Linked DNA regions of Mus musculus: all the other regions are linked to region 1. A link is a contact called in public Hi-C, HiCAR-type and promoter capture Hi-C data. All regions are on one chromosome and are shown on one strand. Each heading gives the region's core, a stretch centred on a gene start, on an enhancer-like site or on the middle of the called end of the contact. The rest is flanking DNA. Distances are from core to core; before and after follow the strand shown. Region 1 holds the start of Lingo2 (leucine rich repeat and Ig domain containing 2). Region 2 holds the start of Mob3b (MOB kinase activator 3B). Region 3 has its middle 71 kb from the start of Gm33672. Region 4 overlaps Lingo2 (leucine rich repeat and Ig domain containing 2).

Region 1 (3,779 bases), core at 451-2,950:
CCCTCCTTGGGTGGGTTAGCTTCTAGCTCTTCCCTTCACTGCACAAGGAAAGTCAACACTGAACTCAAACATGCAGACTCTGTTGGTGCTGTTCCTTTAGCAGCAGAGCAAATAGCTTGTGGTTCATTCCTTCCAAGGGGCAGTTTCCGCATCATCCCCAAACTCAGGAAGAATGTAAGGAAGTGATTCTGCCTGGTTGTCTCACACAGGATTCAACACGCTGACTCACTCAAGAAACTCAGACTGCACTCATGCTTTCAGAATGACACTCGACCGGACCCTGCATACTGCATGGTTGTTACTTCATCCTTACCTTAACATGCTTGGCTACTCAGGCAATGAATAGCGTGGTCGCAGCTCCTAACAACACAAGTTTCTTCTTTTGCTCAAAATCCTCCTCCCTTCCACTATTGCAACCTACAGTTTCTCCTCCAAGTGCTCACATACTGTATTTTCTTATTCTCAGCCAGCCAGCTTCTAACTCAACTGGGAAAGGACCACTCAAAATACCCTGGATCTTGAGAGAATAAGCTCTTGTAGAAACAGCGGGGGAGTGGCGCACGTCCCTCCTGCAAAGGGTCCTAGCGCCATCTCTATGCAGTATCACTTTTCGTTTTCTGTCTCTATCCACAGAGATTTCGGAAAGACATTGAAAGAGAAACCTGCAGCCTCCCAGCCTTTCCAGTACTTGGGAAACAGAATAATTGCAGCAAAGCTTTGGTGAACTCGAGCGCGGCATATAAAGAAAAATCAGGGTTCCAAATAAAGGAACAAAATAAAACAATCAAGAAACCATCGTAGCAAAAGTTTCCGTTTTTTTCCGGAATGATTTCCTGCTCTCCAGTCCAAGCAAGACAAACTTCCAGAGGGTGGATTCTTTGCAGGGACTTCTGGCGGATCTCTGATTTCTTCACATTGTGGTTTAGCGGGCCCATTTGTGCAGTAACCAGGCATCCCTGCCTTAAGTACTGAGTAAGTGCAGTAGGAGCTACCAGGAGACATATTCCACAACCTCTTGCCAAAATTTTGGAAAGGGAAACTAAATGGGCTGAATCTCCATGCTGCCCCATCCCCACACCTTTCTCCCGCTGAGTCTTTCGCTTGCTACCATCCAGTTTTTAATAAAAGCAGAAAACCTGAAATGAGTCCTGATCCAAAAGCTGCCTAACACAAGTCCCTGAGCAGTTCTTTGCAAGAGCATGTAAGTGAACTTCAGGAGCTCTTTGAGACAAAGTTACACCGGGAATGAGCACAAGGGGATGTCGCAAGATTCTGTTCAAGAAATGATGCCCAGGCTCTTCGGTTTAAAGGATGTCAAGGAGCCCCTTTCTCCTTAGGAAGGTGTAGCAGACACTCCACCGAAGAAGGGCTCTGGTGCCCCGGAAGGGTGGTGATGGGAAAGTGTCTGAAGTCCTGCTCTCTCCACGTTCAGGGTACCTGGAGAAGAGCTGACCACAGGAAACAGCCAGAAGTGGAGACTCGAGACAGGGCGGGGAGATGGGAGGTGACAAATCGGACTAAAGTACTCCTTTAACTGTAGAGGAGGGACGATGTCGCCAGCCTACCCATTCTGGGAACCCCCGGTGAAGGCTTTCTTCTGGCTCTCGCCTGTGGCCTGGGGCCGCGATCGCGAGGCTGGGCGTGCGTGTTGGTGCGCGCGCGCGGGAGTGTGCGTGTGAGCGGTGCGTGTAAGCCGGGCGTGTGTGCGCGCAGTCCGCGCGCTGAGTGTGGCCGCCGGGACCCAGCAGCCCGCCGCCCGCCCGGTGTCTCTCCTTCCCAGCTCCTCAGCCACCTCACAGGGCCTTCCACCACCCATCCCTTGGCTTTCCGGCCTCCGCTCAAAGTTTCCTTGGCGCAGACGCTTGGGCGCAAGGGCTGTAGCCAAGACGCCTTGGTGGTGGAGCGCGATCCTCGGCGTGGCTCTGCTGCCAGCACCTGCTCTGCACCGAACCTGCCTGAGCGCAGGTTTTCTTCCCACTTGGCGGGAGCAGGGGGAGGGGTGCGGTGGCGAGAATCAGAGAGGAGCCCCGGCTCCTGACGGCGTACCCAGCTTGGCTATCCGACGCATCTGTGGGGTCACGGAAGAAAACTGGATCCGCAGCCAAGTTGCCTGAGCAGGGACAGGGAAGGTTTCCACGGCCATCCAAGGTTGTCCCTGTATCAGTCGCCACAGGCGTGAGGGTTTGGAGACACCTAGACTGTCAGGGCTTTAGAACCGACATTCCCTTCCTGACCCCTTTGAAAGGAAAAGCTGACAGAGCTGAGGCAGGAGGACGCCTAAAGAAGCCCGGAGACTCCTGTGAGCTTCATCCTCCTTGGCTTTGGATTTTAAGGACACGAAGGGGCATGAACAACATGTCAAGGTAAGAGACCGCAACCCAGCCGCTTGAATCTCCTGAGAGAATAACTTAAAATAGATGCTGGGATGCGGCGGGGGTAAGGTAAGTTACATGGAACCCCCTGGGCTGTTGTCACGCAGCTGCACAACCCGTGTGAATGGCTCCCGGCTGGTAAGTGGAAGACCAGCCAGACCAGCCGGTGCAGATGGTTGAGAACCGGTCGGCAAAAGGGAGTGTCCTTTCTGCACACTTCTGGATACCTACTGGGAACTGCATCTGGAACTGGATCTTCTGTCCAGGCTGATTTACATCTGGGCTTGGCTCTTGTTTTGTTTTGATTTTCTGTTCTGGTAAGGTGTTTCTCTAGCTCCTCACACCTATCCCATCCTTGCGATAGGGAGCAGTGGGCCCGGGTCTTGTCAAGAATTGAGTGGCAGGTGAGGATGGAGCAGGCTGGCGGGATGCAGAGCTCGGGAAGTGCACAGGGCGGCCGGGTCTGCCCTTGCAGCAGCCGGCGTCGGAGCACAAGCTCCGCGGGTAAACTGCGGTTCGCTTGGCCTCCGCTAGAGGCTCCCAGCGGGCGCGGCGGAGCCGGTGGGTGTGGGGGCGCCGGGCGGTGGAGTGGTTGCTCGACGAGCGAGCCTGGTGGCTGAGGCGGCGCGGCATAGGGGGTCCAACCCAGCCTGGGCGGGAGACGTGAGCCCGAGTCCCGGCGCACCACCCAGCTGGGCGCCCCGTCTTCGGGAGGCGAGTCGGAACCCAGGCTGTGCTCTGGAAAGCGGTGCGGGGAGCCAGAGCCACTTCGGGGATGCAACCATAGTCAGCGCCCTGAGGGCATCCCCAGGAGGTAAAGCCTCTCTCTCCCCTTCCAACCCAACCCAAGGTCTTCTCAGGTCTCAAAGGGCAACAAGGGAAGGGTGGGAGGTAATCTGTGAGGTCCCTTTCTAAGGAGCCTTTCCGTTTTCTCTGTGGCTTTCTGGGGATCATATGAACTAATCCTTGGTTTTGCCTGCTACTCTGGACACTTGCTTCCTTTAAAGGCAAGTTTTGTGTCTATTTTAAAAAAATGTTTCCTACTTAATATAATTTTGTTGCCAGAGAGTGCCCAGTGGCTGGCCATCACTAATTGCTTGGAGCTCAGCAAGGCGACCTGCTAGGTCCCCTCTGAGCTGAGATGGACCAGAGTGCAAAATCCCAGGGTTGGGGTGTGGTGAAGAAAAGGGAGTACCACACCCTCTGCTCTCCCTCCCCTTTCCTTGTCACCTGCTTGGGAAGTCGCCCATTCAGCCTTTGACTGAGCTCCTAGCCCAAGGGACCTTCTCTGAGAACAGAGGAAAGCTGTTGTAAGACTTAGAGAGTAGGGTAAAGGATGAGTAGGGATTCATGCCCAGAACATGGAGGGGTGGAAGAATGGTGAAGTTAAGGCAGTGGAGAAGGTGG
Region 2 (3,779 bases), core at 825-3,324, 1.8 Mb after region 1:
AAGCCTTACCTCTAAATACCTCCACTTGAGAGTTAGGACTTCAACATAGGAATATTGAGGGGCAGAGCTCAGTCCATATTAAGGACCTGCATATTAAGTGAATAGTCTAGGTAAACAGCAATGAACAAGATAGACAAAAGTCCTTGTTTACATTTCTTCTACTAAGATCAAGTAAATTAGCATTTATAGACACAAGAGTGCCCACTAATTACATAGTATATGTTTATAACCTGTGACTAGATCATATTACATGCTAAAGGGGAATTCAGTTGCAGATGGTACTGAGTTTGCTAAATAGCTGACCTTCACATGGAGAGAGAAACCTGGCTGGACCATGGCCATCACATAAGATTATACTGGGGTTTTTTTGTTTTATTGTGTTTAATTTATTATGAGTGTTCATGTGCCCACATGCGTTTATGTGCACCGTGTGCATTCAGGTGCCTGTGGAGGAGACGAGGGATGTTTGATCTGCTGAAACTAGAGTTATGGGTGACTGCGAGCTGCTGGCAGCGGATAATGGAACCAACTTAGGATCCTCTGGAAAAGCAGCAAGTGCTCTTAACTATTATACCACCTCTCCAGCTCTGCTCATTTTGTCTTCAGCTGTTTTAACTTTAAGTTTGGCTATTTCCCCCATAGAACACTAATATAGGGAGTGAGCAAAAAGCAGTATTTGTGTGTGTGTGTGTGTGTGTGTGTCTTATGGTGATACATTTCATAGAGAAAACTGGAGTGGGGTATCTGAGAAGGGATGTCTTGGGGGGGATGAATGGGGTTGAAAGGGAGGCCTCTGAGGAAAGAAATGGAGGGAAAAGGGTAGTCTCTGAGCCATGATGTGACTGAACAGTTAAGAAGACTGTCCCAGGCAGGGAGCATAGCAAGTGCTAAGGCCCCGTAGCAGGAGTTTTCCAAGCATTTGTGTGAGCCAAGTAAGGCACCACATATAGAGAGACTTTTGTGATGGAAAGGCTAACAGGAGTCGAGTATGGAAATATATCTCCTAAATTTCACCTAATTTACTTTCATTCTTTCAAACGTGTAGCAGAAGTTACGGAATGTGATCGCTAATCAAGTCATTTGATACTACCCAGCCGGCACACATCAAGATGTTTATAGGAGAATAAAAGCAGGTTGACACATCCACCTCATTTTTTTTTCTTTCAGTTCATGTTTGAAGACTCCTCCCAAGAACTAAGAGTACGTCTCATAATTGGTTTACTCATAATCACCCGGCGAGGTAGTTACGACTTCCACGCATTTTTGTCATGGTTTAATGCTGCTTTCCAAGGTGTTTCAGGCAGTCCACGGCATTTTACAGCTGGCAGAACATTTTGGAGAAGCGTAAGTCATTTGGCCCTTTCTGGATGCCTTGGAAAAAGCTCTTGTGGACTTCAGTTGGGGTGTCTATGGCTGTGATAAAACAGCATGACCAGAAGCAACTGGAGGAGGCAAGGGCTTATGTGGTTTATGCACAGTCCGCCGCAAAGGGAAGTAAGAACAGGAACTCAAGGCAGTTACCTGGAATCAGGAACTGAAGCAGACGCCATGGAGGAATGCTGCTCGCTGGCTTGCTTCTCATGGGATTTTAACCTTCCACCTAGGGCCCTGCTGGCTTCCTTCTCACAGGCAACAGCTTCTGGGACAGGAGATAAAGAGTAAGCTCCTCCAGCCGGAGCAGCGATGCTTGTAGATCCACGCGAGGCGCTTTCTTATACCCACCAGCACTACCTGCCCAACGCTGGCACAACCCACAGTCATTAATCAAGAAAATGCTGGACAGACTTATTAATAGGGTATTTTATGAGGGGTTTTTTTTTTAAGTCAAAATTCCCTCCTAAATATATCAAGGTTGTGTCAAGTTGACAAAGACCAACCAGGACAGCAGCATCTTTTCTACTCTGACATCTTTCTACCTACATTGGGCAGCGGACCAAAGTTGAGAGACTTAGACTGCTCATTGTCTCAGGCTCTTGTGGAGATTAGAGGATCCTAAGGGCAACAGGACTCCTCTTGCCCCCGCGTAGCTGCCTTTCCAGAGAAGGCCACCAGGGGACTCCGCTCTGAGCCGGTGAGTTGCAGTGGCGCCCGGGCGAGCTGCGCGGCGCGCTGGGTGCATGTGGGGGCCGCACCAGAGCCGTGGTCGCTGCATCTGGAGTCACGCGTGCTGGTCAGAAACCCCTCGCGTGAATCTGCAAGCATCGCTGCTCTGGCTGGAGGAGCTCACTCTTTTTCTCCGGCTCCAGAAACTGCTGCCGGCGTGAAGGAAACCAGCAGGGCCCTAGGCAGAAGGTTAAAACCCCACGGTAAGAGATCCTTCCAAGAGTGGTGTGGAGGCGCAGTCGCAGCTTCCCGCTTCGGATTGTGTCCTGGAGGGCCGAGGTGCGGGGCACACCTAGGGAGGATCAGTCGTGCGGACCCCAGTCCTCACCCCTCCTCCGCGAGCTTCCGGGGTTGGAGTCTGGTTTAGGCAGTACGGGCTTCTTGGCTTTCCTCTGCCTCCGGGTACGCACTTCCCGGGCTGGAATGTGAGTCCAGTTCCCACCCAGGGGGTCTGTGGCTTTGATCTGAAATACACCCCCTCCCTCCCCCTAAAGGGTGCAGATCTCACCCGGGACCCATTCTGAATCTCAGATGCGGGTGGGGTGCGCGTCGGCCTGAAGCGGCGGGAAGAGAAACTTTTACAAAGTGCATCTAAACAGGGCAACGCTCCTGGATCCCAGAGCAGGCTCGGCGTGGGGCTGTGTAGGGAGGGCTACAGCGCAGTCTCGATTTGTCCTCCCTGGCTACCTATGCCTCATCAAGGGAGGTATTAAGAATAAGTAAATTTTGCTCAACTTTTGGACCAACAACTGTCAAACATCTGGGATCGTTGCTCCTCCCTTTTCTGCACCGGAGAAGGTGAAAACTAAACTTTCCCTTCATTTCTCCTCCCCACCACTGGACCCCCAGGATGGGGTTGTTAATGGTAAAGAGCGGTTCCCGCCTCCTGGAGCGTGGCAGAGGCTCTAGACCACTCAGATTTCTTCCAGCCCCCTTTCAGACCCTCTGCAAGTCTTCCCCGCAGAGACGGGGCGACAGAGCCATTCTCCTGTAACCCAGTGAATGGCCTTTTGTTTCTCTGCGGTTCCACTATTGTTGCGCCTCTTAACATCTGGTGGGGCTCCAGCGGGGAAGGAAGTCCCTTTCGCCGCTCGCGGGGCCTTTCACGCTGGCCTTTGCGCAGGCTCGAGTCCGGGATCCCCGCTGGGGAAGGACAGAGTTCGGGACCTGGCTAGGCCGCCCCACCCGGGGCTTGTGGTTAGAGGGCGGAGGGAAAGTTGTTCCTGAGCCCGCCTCCTAGGCTGCTTGTGGCCCAGGGCGCATTTCTCAGATCTTATCCCCAGCGAATCTGAAACGAGAGATTGGAGGCAAAGTTCTCGAAAGCTAGGAGATCTGCGAGAGGGTCCAAAGGACTTTCAGAGGCGAGCTAAACGCATATGGAGGGCCCACAACCCGGGCGATGGCCGGAGACAGGGCACCTCATCTCTACGGAAAGTTCAGGGGTGGCAAAATTTTAAGGGCAGGCAGGCCATTGACCACAAAAGAGTGGAGACTAAAGCTAACCTGGGAAGGCTAAAGACTTTGCCTGGAAATGGTGGTGTCGTGATTCGCTGTGAAATGTTCGTGGGCTTCTGACTTCACCTAAGGCTCCAAGTTTAAGACCCAAATTTTTCGCCGCGATGCAGAAAAAGCAAGCCATGACTACGCAGTCCAAATGGCAGATGCGGCCAGAGCAC
Region 3 (3,779 bases), core at 409-2,908, 1.6 Mb after region 1:
CTGTGCCATGCCACTGGTAAACATTTACTTTCCAATTGTGCTGCCTGGATTCAATTCTCTGTCCCTTCTGTTTCTAATTCTTGGACTTCAAACAAGTTGTTCCTTCAAAGCCTTGGTTTGTTCACCTTTAAACTAGGGACAAATAATAGGAATTGCATATAGTAGAGGCTAAACGAGGAAACCAAAGTATAGTGCAAGACTCGGTAAGTTATATTTAGTTTCATTATCTCCTGCATAGGGTTTCACAAGACAGAAGACAGAAGTAGAAATTACCATAAGCAATTTGAGGACTGAGCGCTGCCAAGTATGGAATACTGCCCTACAAGAGGGCAGGACTGCAATAAATACTTACTGAGAAGCTGCTACGTGGGAGATGCTCTGCTCCAGGTGGAAAAGTTGTTAGCTAATGAAGACAGGCAACTGCTCAGTGAGAGCCAAAGCCAACTCTCTCCATTCTCCATTGCAGGATATTCAGTACAGCCTAGGCGGCTCTTCTAGGGAGACTTTGTAATCAGATTTCAAGGCTAAATAGTCAGCTTGCACCTATGCAAATCAACCCAGCATGGGCCAGTTTATTATGAGAGGAACCTGTATTAATAGGGAAGGATAAAGTTAAGGGGGTGGGGAACAGCAGGAAAATTATATAATTGCCTATTATGATTTATTTGAAAGCTTCACCTGAAGAAATATACATCATAATTAAGGCCTCTGGGTTCCATTTAAGAAAATTCTGAAGCAGCTCAATTGCCTTGCAATCTCCAGCACTCTCAGAGTGCTTCTTTTTAGACTTGCTGGTTTGTTTGTTTGTTTGTTTGTTTGTTTATTTATTTATTTATTGCTTGTAGTTTCTGTGGCTTTACTTAAGCACAAATAAAATATGCACATGAGCCATCTACTCATTTTTTTTTTCCAGTGCACAGCCTGGCATTGGGATTAGTGACTCCGATGACTAGCTGTACGGTTCTATGTTGGCTTTGCCGTTCTTGGAGGGAATGTTGTAAGAGATCTCAGCACAGTAAGATTTCATGAGCGTCAGCAACACTTCCAGTTCCTTGACCTTATGGACTAGAAATTTCCAGAAGCTGCTAAGGGGATAATGATTTGTTTTCATATTGCTTCCCTAACTGGTGTGGACCATCAGGATCTGGCCCTTAAATGTCTCCATAACTTATTGTCCATACCTCAGGGTTTCTGTTTAATTTTGACTTACCAGTCTAACATATGATGGATAAACTCATTGGTCTTCTTTTTGATGATCATCGGCTTCACCAAAGGCAGAGGGCAGCCATGATATGAGAAAGAAATGGCGGCCACTTGACGGGTATCTCCAAGGAAGAAACTCACTGCCAATATTACATTACTAAACAGTTAATAATGATTGCATATAATATCCCATATCCCGGTATGCATAGAGAAATGTGCCTTGGACTTCCTTTTATATTTACATTTGACTCTTGAAAGAGATGCTGCAGCAAAGGGGGGGTGGGTGATACACTGGGCTGCCTTGTAAGTAAGGCACGCCATGTATTCAGCAGAGATGCAAGCAAGCCAAAGCCTTCTCATCTGACGAGTTCCCAACAACCTCCCATGAGGACACAGAAACTGGGGAATGAGCAGCTGCTAGGCTGAGGAGGTGGCAAGGCAAGCTGACAGCCGAAGCAGAGCATGCGGTTAGTGGGTGAGGATGTAGCAGGCGGAGCAAAAGGCTCACAGCTACACTCTGAGAAGACAGCCAACCCCACTGAGCATGATACAATACACTCCCAGATGTCTCCCTGTGCTGTCCATCTGCAGCCATGGCTTGACAAATGCAAATGCATATGAATCACCTGGAAATCTTTTAAGAACACGGATCCTGAGACAACAGGCTAGGGTAGATAGAGCCAGAGCCTATCCTTTCCAAGGACTCCCACACGATGATAAAACGCTTGGATGCTGCAGGCCACAGCTTAAGTAGCCATGCTCTAAATAAGGGATGACAATGGCAACTTTAGATTCAGCCAACAGGCCAAACCAATCCAGCAGTTCACTGGAATGCAGCCACTCCTGGTCATCCGGTCATGTGACAGAGAGAGAGAGAGAGTTGTATGTATGTATGTATGTACGTATGTATGTATGTATGTATGTATGTATGTATGTGCCTGTGCATGTGTACATGCATATGAAAGCCTAGGGCTGCTATTGTGCTATGACAGCTGAATAAGATGTTAATGACACAAAACTTATGTCCCACAAGTCTAAAAGGAATTCACTATTTGTTCTTTCACAGGAAAATCTTCCAACCCTTGTCCTGAAAAACATGTACTATTAAAGCTAACAAGAAGAAGAAGAGAAGGAGGAGGAAAAGGAAAGGAGGAAGATGAGGAAGAAGAGGAAGAGGAGGAAGAGGAAGAAGAGGAAGAAGAAGGAGAAGAAGGAGGAGGAGGACAAGGAGGACGAGGAGGAGGAGGGAAATGATGTTATGTTAAACTGAAAAATTTTTATTGTATAAGAAAAAGTTTGCAATTTCTCTTTGGCAACAACAACAAAGGGGTTTTAGAGAAACATAAAGGAAAATCACCATCTGCCTGAATGTGGCTTGAAAGAGAAACATTTCAGAGTTCCATAGTCCTAACGAAGGTGCTATAGTCTCCCAGACATATTCCAGACAGTTGAAAAGAACTACAAAAGTCCTAGGTGTTATTCAATATTGACCATAAGCTATGCTCAGAACCACAAAAGCCCATGAAGTATTTTATATCACTTTCAAACAACGTTTCTGCTCTTCCCTTTCTTTCTTTAGCTGCTAAGAGGGTTTTCTTCATGAGGAAGCTATAACAAGGATGATTTAGCTCTCAGGGCACAGAACCTTTCCAAAGTTATACTATATTGAATGTATGGCATGAGCTTTCACATTAGCCCTTTAACATAGGCAATATTATTCTATCTGAAAGCAGAGTAGCTGTGACTCATCATGCAGACAAGGGACACAATAGTTACCCTTTAGGAAATGATGGTGGAGAGGAAATACCTTCTGTCTAAACTGAATTGGGGAAATCTTTAAACAAGAATGGAAAAGTCCCTCACATCGTGGCTTCTAACGTTATGGGTCAGATAGGATCAATATGAGTGCCATGAAAATGAAGAAACAGACTGATAAAACATCCTATTCCCCCTTGACACAAAGATGTATAAACTGAGGTAACACTAGGAAAATCTCTCTCTGGAGGCTTTATATAAGCCATTAGAAAGGTATGGCTACTGCTGGCTGAGGTCCTCATGAATATCAAAGATGAGATGAGAGAATAACAGAAGGAAGTCAGACACTACTTAAAGAAGTTGGTATCCGAAGGGCAATATGTGATGACCAGAGCATTAGGCAAGATAGGACTGTGTTCACAGGAGAACTCAGGTTAACTCCACAAGGACCTCAGGATGGCTAAGAAGCTAGGTGCCTTTCCTGGGCCCTATAGTGGGACAGAACTTTTACAATGTAGGTGAGGCCTTAGTATATCTAAATGCCTTGAGCTAGCATGTAAATTAGCTTCAGAAAATGCTGAGGCAAATAAGAAGGGATAAAAGATACAGACATGACTCGGTGGTAAAATATTTGCCCAGCTTGGATGGAGCCCTGGATTCATTTCTCAGTGCCAAAATAAGAGAGGGCAGTGGGAGAAGGAGGAGGAGGAGGAGGAGGAGGAGGAGGAGGAGGAGGAGGAAGAGGAGGAGAAGGAGGAGGAGGAGGAGGAGGAGGAGAGGGAAAGGATGGAACAAGCGGACGGGAGGTCAGATAAAGGAAT
Region 4 (3,779 bases), core at 392-2,891, 1.1 Mb after region 1:
CTAAGGCAACTGAAGACAGTGACATAAAGGAACACACTAAGAGGAAATTCCATTTTCTGCTGTCTTGAAGTCTAGAAGTGTAGCCCTCGTGATTCAGATTTCCCAGGAAAGTTAGTTCATCCTTTCCTCTCTCCCAAACATAAAATGAATAACTAAAACACACTCACACTTGGCAACTCTATAAATTTTTTCCATTCTTATGAAAGTAAAAAAAGCATTAAGTATTACATTTGTAAGATTTTTATTTTAATGACAGCAAGGATGAATATATAATTCAGTCATCTTGAAGTCTTCACACTGATTCCCACAGATTTGAATTCTAAGGGGAGAAGGGGGAGAAACTGGGTTTTTGAGGCATCTGGATTTCCTTTATTTGGTAATCTTTAGAAGAGATTTTATTTTTTCCTCAAGTAAAACAATTTCTCGAAGATATATTTCAGAAGTGGTAGGGTATTTCTCGGTGGAGCATTCTTACACAGACACATTTTACACTTTTTTTTCTGTCCTATTGTCCTGTGGCTGGCTGCTGGAAGACTCTGCTGATTCCATTTAGATTGCCTATCTACTGGCTGCAGTAGCTCCAGGTACAAAAAGGACTAGGTCCTTTTGTTCCTCAGAAGGTACCATGGGAATGCAACCAAACTCAACAAAGATTACGAATGCAGAAAGGAGCAAAGAGAATCAAAGATAACATATTTAAATTTTAAAGAGGCTAAACCATTTGTAAGAGCAAGGAGAGGGACCATTTCAGGGTCAGCCTCTATTGTGTGGCAGAAGGAAAACTGAAGCTATTCACCAGTATCCAAAATTTACTTTAAGTTTGGGTATAGGTGAGTCAACTTTGGAGAGTCTGTTTGATGCTGGAGGGGGGGAAATGCCTCTGCAGTGTGAGGCATCACACACATTCTTCTCCAAGGCACTTTCCCCTGTATTTCATCCTCTTTTCTCCTATTTCTTCCTAGTATGTTTTATAGGATTTTTGCTACAGATTTATAGACTACAATTGATTTTTCCTTCTAAACCCCAAAGTCATCAATAACATTTAAAATATAAATTTGTAGGTAAATATACCCTCCCTCCTTCCAAAAAATCACAAATCAAAGCAGACAAATTCTAAATAAATCAATATGAAATCTGTATATTTTTTTAACATGATGATGTGAGGTTTTGTTTCTTCCTGTCTCTTCTGTTCCAGGGACTGTAGGACTGTGGTGAGCCACTAAATAATACCACACAAAGCACACAAATACCAGGCCTGGGCAAGAACCACCTTGTAAATTGAAACTGTAAGCTTTCTCCCAAAACTGGCTTGAGCTGTCAAAAGGATAATTATGTGTTAGTTCCATGGGAATTGAAGAGGGACCTGCATTCATTATTTTTTTCTATTTTAAGTATAAAATTTTTTGTGAATGATAATCACCATCTTGTTAGAGCAACTAAAAATCAAATTGCTATTTGTATTGCATTTAATCCAAGAGTATAAGAGGAGGGAGGAGAGAATTGCAATCTTCCAATTTTGAGCTCCAAAGCAGAATCTTTTAACACATGGAATATTTCCAACAAATTCAGTCGCATGAAGTTTCTTCTGTCCCTCTGTAGCCTGTTTTCCTTGGCATTCAGCCACTAGAAATTAAGACCCGGTTTCCTTGGCAACGATAACTGTGCACACATCCTCACAAGCGCTCCCTCATTCAGATTGTTAGCTATACAAATAAAGTTTCACAAAGAGATTGCTTCAGAATAAAAGAATAAAAGAAAGACTGTTCCCATCTATTGTGACAGGCCTTAAGGTATTATTCACAGTACCTCCAATTGGACAATGTGTTTTTGTGATGAACTGAATTACCTTAGATTGGTTTTCCACATTTCTTTGTGCTTGGGATAGCAGAATAAGCTTTTATACTCTATTTAATTCCCTCCTCAGTTCCATTAGCATCAATCCTATTTCTCGTTAGTTTGTTTTAAGGGAAATGTACTTGTTAAGTTGCCATATTACCTTTTAGGGTACCATTTCTGACTGGAATTTTAAGTATATCTCTTCACTTTAAAGAGTAAATTGCAGTTTTTGTTGGTTCCACTTTTTTCCCCATGATGTGTACCACCTAAGGAAAAAATATGGTATAATGGAAATTAATTAATTGTGGTTGAATTATTTTGAATTTGAGGAGAGAGCTTCAGTGAGCTTGTTTGTCAGATTGCTTTACTCAACACCCATATTTTTGTGGTGAAGATAACTGTGGTGGTTGATTTTCTACTTATTGGAGAAAGGTTGATAAGCATATCTCAGCTTGATAAATAATGAAGATTGTTATAGTTTTAAACACAGAACAGCCAGACAGCTAAGCTGATGTTCTAGACTTAAGATCTCAGCGTTATCGCATTTAAATTATTGTTTTCTGAATCCATCCTCATCAGATTTGGAGTTATCTTATATCCAGGGCTGATGGTTGCTGTCCTGGGTGCTGAAACGCAGTCCTCTCCTGATGGTTACTTGTTAAAATTCAGACTTTGCCAAAATCAACTCAGTCTTCAGTTATCAGAGACTCAAGAACAAGTGAGTCTCTTCTTAAAATGGTGGGAATAATTTTCTATTTTATAGTTCATTTATTGTATATTTAGGTTATAACCCTGCTGAAAGCACACTCAATGTGTTGACAGAATCTTCCTGATGCATATTGGCATATTTCTAAAAGCTTAGCATGAATAACACTGATGATACTATGACTTTATTATTTATTTATTTATTTATTTATTTATTGATTATTTATTATAATATAATAATTACTATGATATTGTATTTAAGGCTGAATGTACAAACACATGTTTATTTCTACTTCAATTAGAATCTGTGTCTATTTTTATCTTTTGAAAAAATAATTAGTAACCAGTGGTTGATTACAAAATCTCAGTCAGCTAATGTCCACTTTAAACCGTCACTTTCATGTATAACCATCTTCTGTCCATTACAAAACTTCATATATGTTTTAATTCTGCCCAGGTTCTTAATGCTTACCAACATATGCATAAATTAATTATAAAGAGTGCATTTATGAATTCATTTTTATGTTTGAAAAATGCTTGAAATTTGAAGAAAAGAGAAACGTGTTGATATAGTAGATTATACATTGTGTGGCTTCAGAGTAGGCTCAGATCAGTCATCTGACATGCTACTCATTTAGAACAAAAGGGCAAATTTTATTCTCCATCCAAACATCCACACTCAGTAACCATCCTCGACTATTTTAAGCTTTCTCACCCTGTGTCTTTACTCTTGATGTTTTAATTCTAACTTTGCTGTTATTGGTCTGCTATATCCTCTACAGTATGATTCAAATATCACATTCATATACCATGACTTCTTCAGAAAGAATATATCTTTCCTCCCTGTAGAACTTCAAATTTTTTTTTGCGTATCTCTATTATGACACTGCTATCGTCTATTTTTAGCGAGGGGAGAATATATTTTGCAGCAATTAACTGGGTGAACTTTGTGTTAAGTTGGCCATACTATAATAACCATTCGTCCTCCCCTTCCCTAACACATTTTAAGCTCCTTTGGGGGAAAGAATAGACATATTTGCTGAATTAATAGATGATCAGAAGAACAATTATCCTGAGCTAGCAAAATCCGTTCTGCTTATTTTCTTCCTAAAATATGAAACAGCTGGTCAGAGTTAAAGGTTCCCTAGAGCAATTATTTTCTGTGTAATTCATTTAAAGTCATATAAGAAGTGATGATGTCAGTCTATTTTGTTTCCACTCTTTGGAAATAAATGCCT

What was found. Promoter capture Hi-C pulls out the DNA fragments that hold promoters and counts their contacts. A called contact is a pair of places that touch in the nucleus more often than the background predicts. HiCAR-type assays count read pairs that join an accessible place to other places.
Region 2: a contact with region 1 is called in a HiCAR-type map of astrocytes, with 3 times the contacts expected there. The contact joins the promoter of Mob3b here to the promoter of Lingo2 in region 1. A contact is called at or near these places in 1 of 39 promoter capture datasets (embryonic stem cells) and 1 of 115 datasets of contacts at active chromatin or transcription factors (astrocytes).
Region 3: a promoter capture Hi-C map of hippocampal neurons shows a contact between it and region 1, with 12 times the contacts expected there. The contact joins the enhancer-like site here to the promoter of Lingo2 in region 1. A contact is called at or near these places in 7 of 39 promoter capture datasets (cranial neural crest, frontonasal cranial neural crest, hippocampal neurons and 4 more) and 6 of 115 datasets of contacts at active chromatin or transcription factors (VIP interneurons, embryonic forebrain, embryonic hindbrain and 3 more).
Region 4: a Hi-C map of cortical neurons shows a contact between it and region 1, with 2.6 times the contacts expected there. The contact joins the enhancer-like site here to the promoter of Lingo2 in region 1. A contact is called at or near these places in 3 of 39 promoter capture datasets (hippocampal neurons and liver), 1 of 484 Hi-C or Micro-C datasets (cortical neurons), 2 of 115 datasets of contacts at active chromatin or transcription factors (VIP interneurons and embryonic forebrain) and 1 of 9 other capture datasets (liver).

Annotation. Positions count from the first base shown.
Region 1 is chr4:36,949,665-36,953,443 of GRCm38.p6, reverse strand. Lingo2 (leucine rich repeat and Ig domain containing 2) reads left to right here and starts at 1,700. Exons shown (of 8, transcript NM_001165999.1): 1 at 1,700-2,363. Gm12371 (predicted gene 12371) reads right to left here and starts at 478. Exons shown (of 2, transcript NR_151511.1): 1 at 314-478.
Region 2 is chr4:35,155,779-35,159,557 of GRCm38.p6, reverse strand. Mob3b (MOB kinase activator 3B) reads left to right here and starts at 2,074. Exons shown (of 4, transcript NM_178061.5): 1 at 2,074-2,306.
Region 3 is chr4:35,398,605-35,402,383 of GRCm38.p6, reverse strand. No RefSeq gene overlaps it. Among named protein-coding and RNA genes, the nearest start is that of Gm33672, 71 kb to the right of the region's middle. Within about 2 kb of position 1,658, at least 13 of the 459 cell types and tissues checked have an H3K27ac peak or open chromatin away from gene starts, as enhancers often do. A contact at or near this core is called in hippocampal neurons, where this site is marked.
Region 4 is chr4:35,883,828-35,887,606 of GRCm38.p6, reverse strand. The region is part of intron 7 of Lingo2 (leucine rich repeat and Ig domain containing 2); the gene reads left to right. Among named protein-coding and RNA genes, the nearest start is that of Gm33672, 560 kb to the right of the region's middle. Within about 2 kb of position 1,641, at least 19 of the 459 cell types and tissues checked have an H3K27ac peak or open chromatin away from gene starts, as enhancers often do. A contact at or near this core is called in cortical neurons, where this site is marked.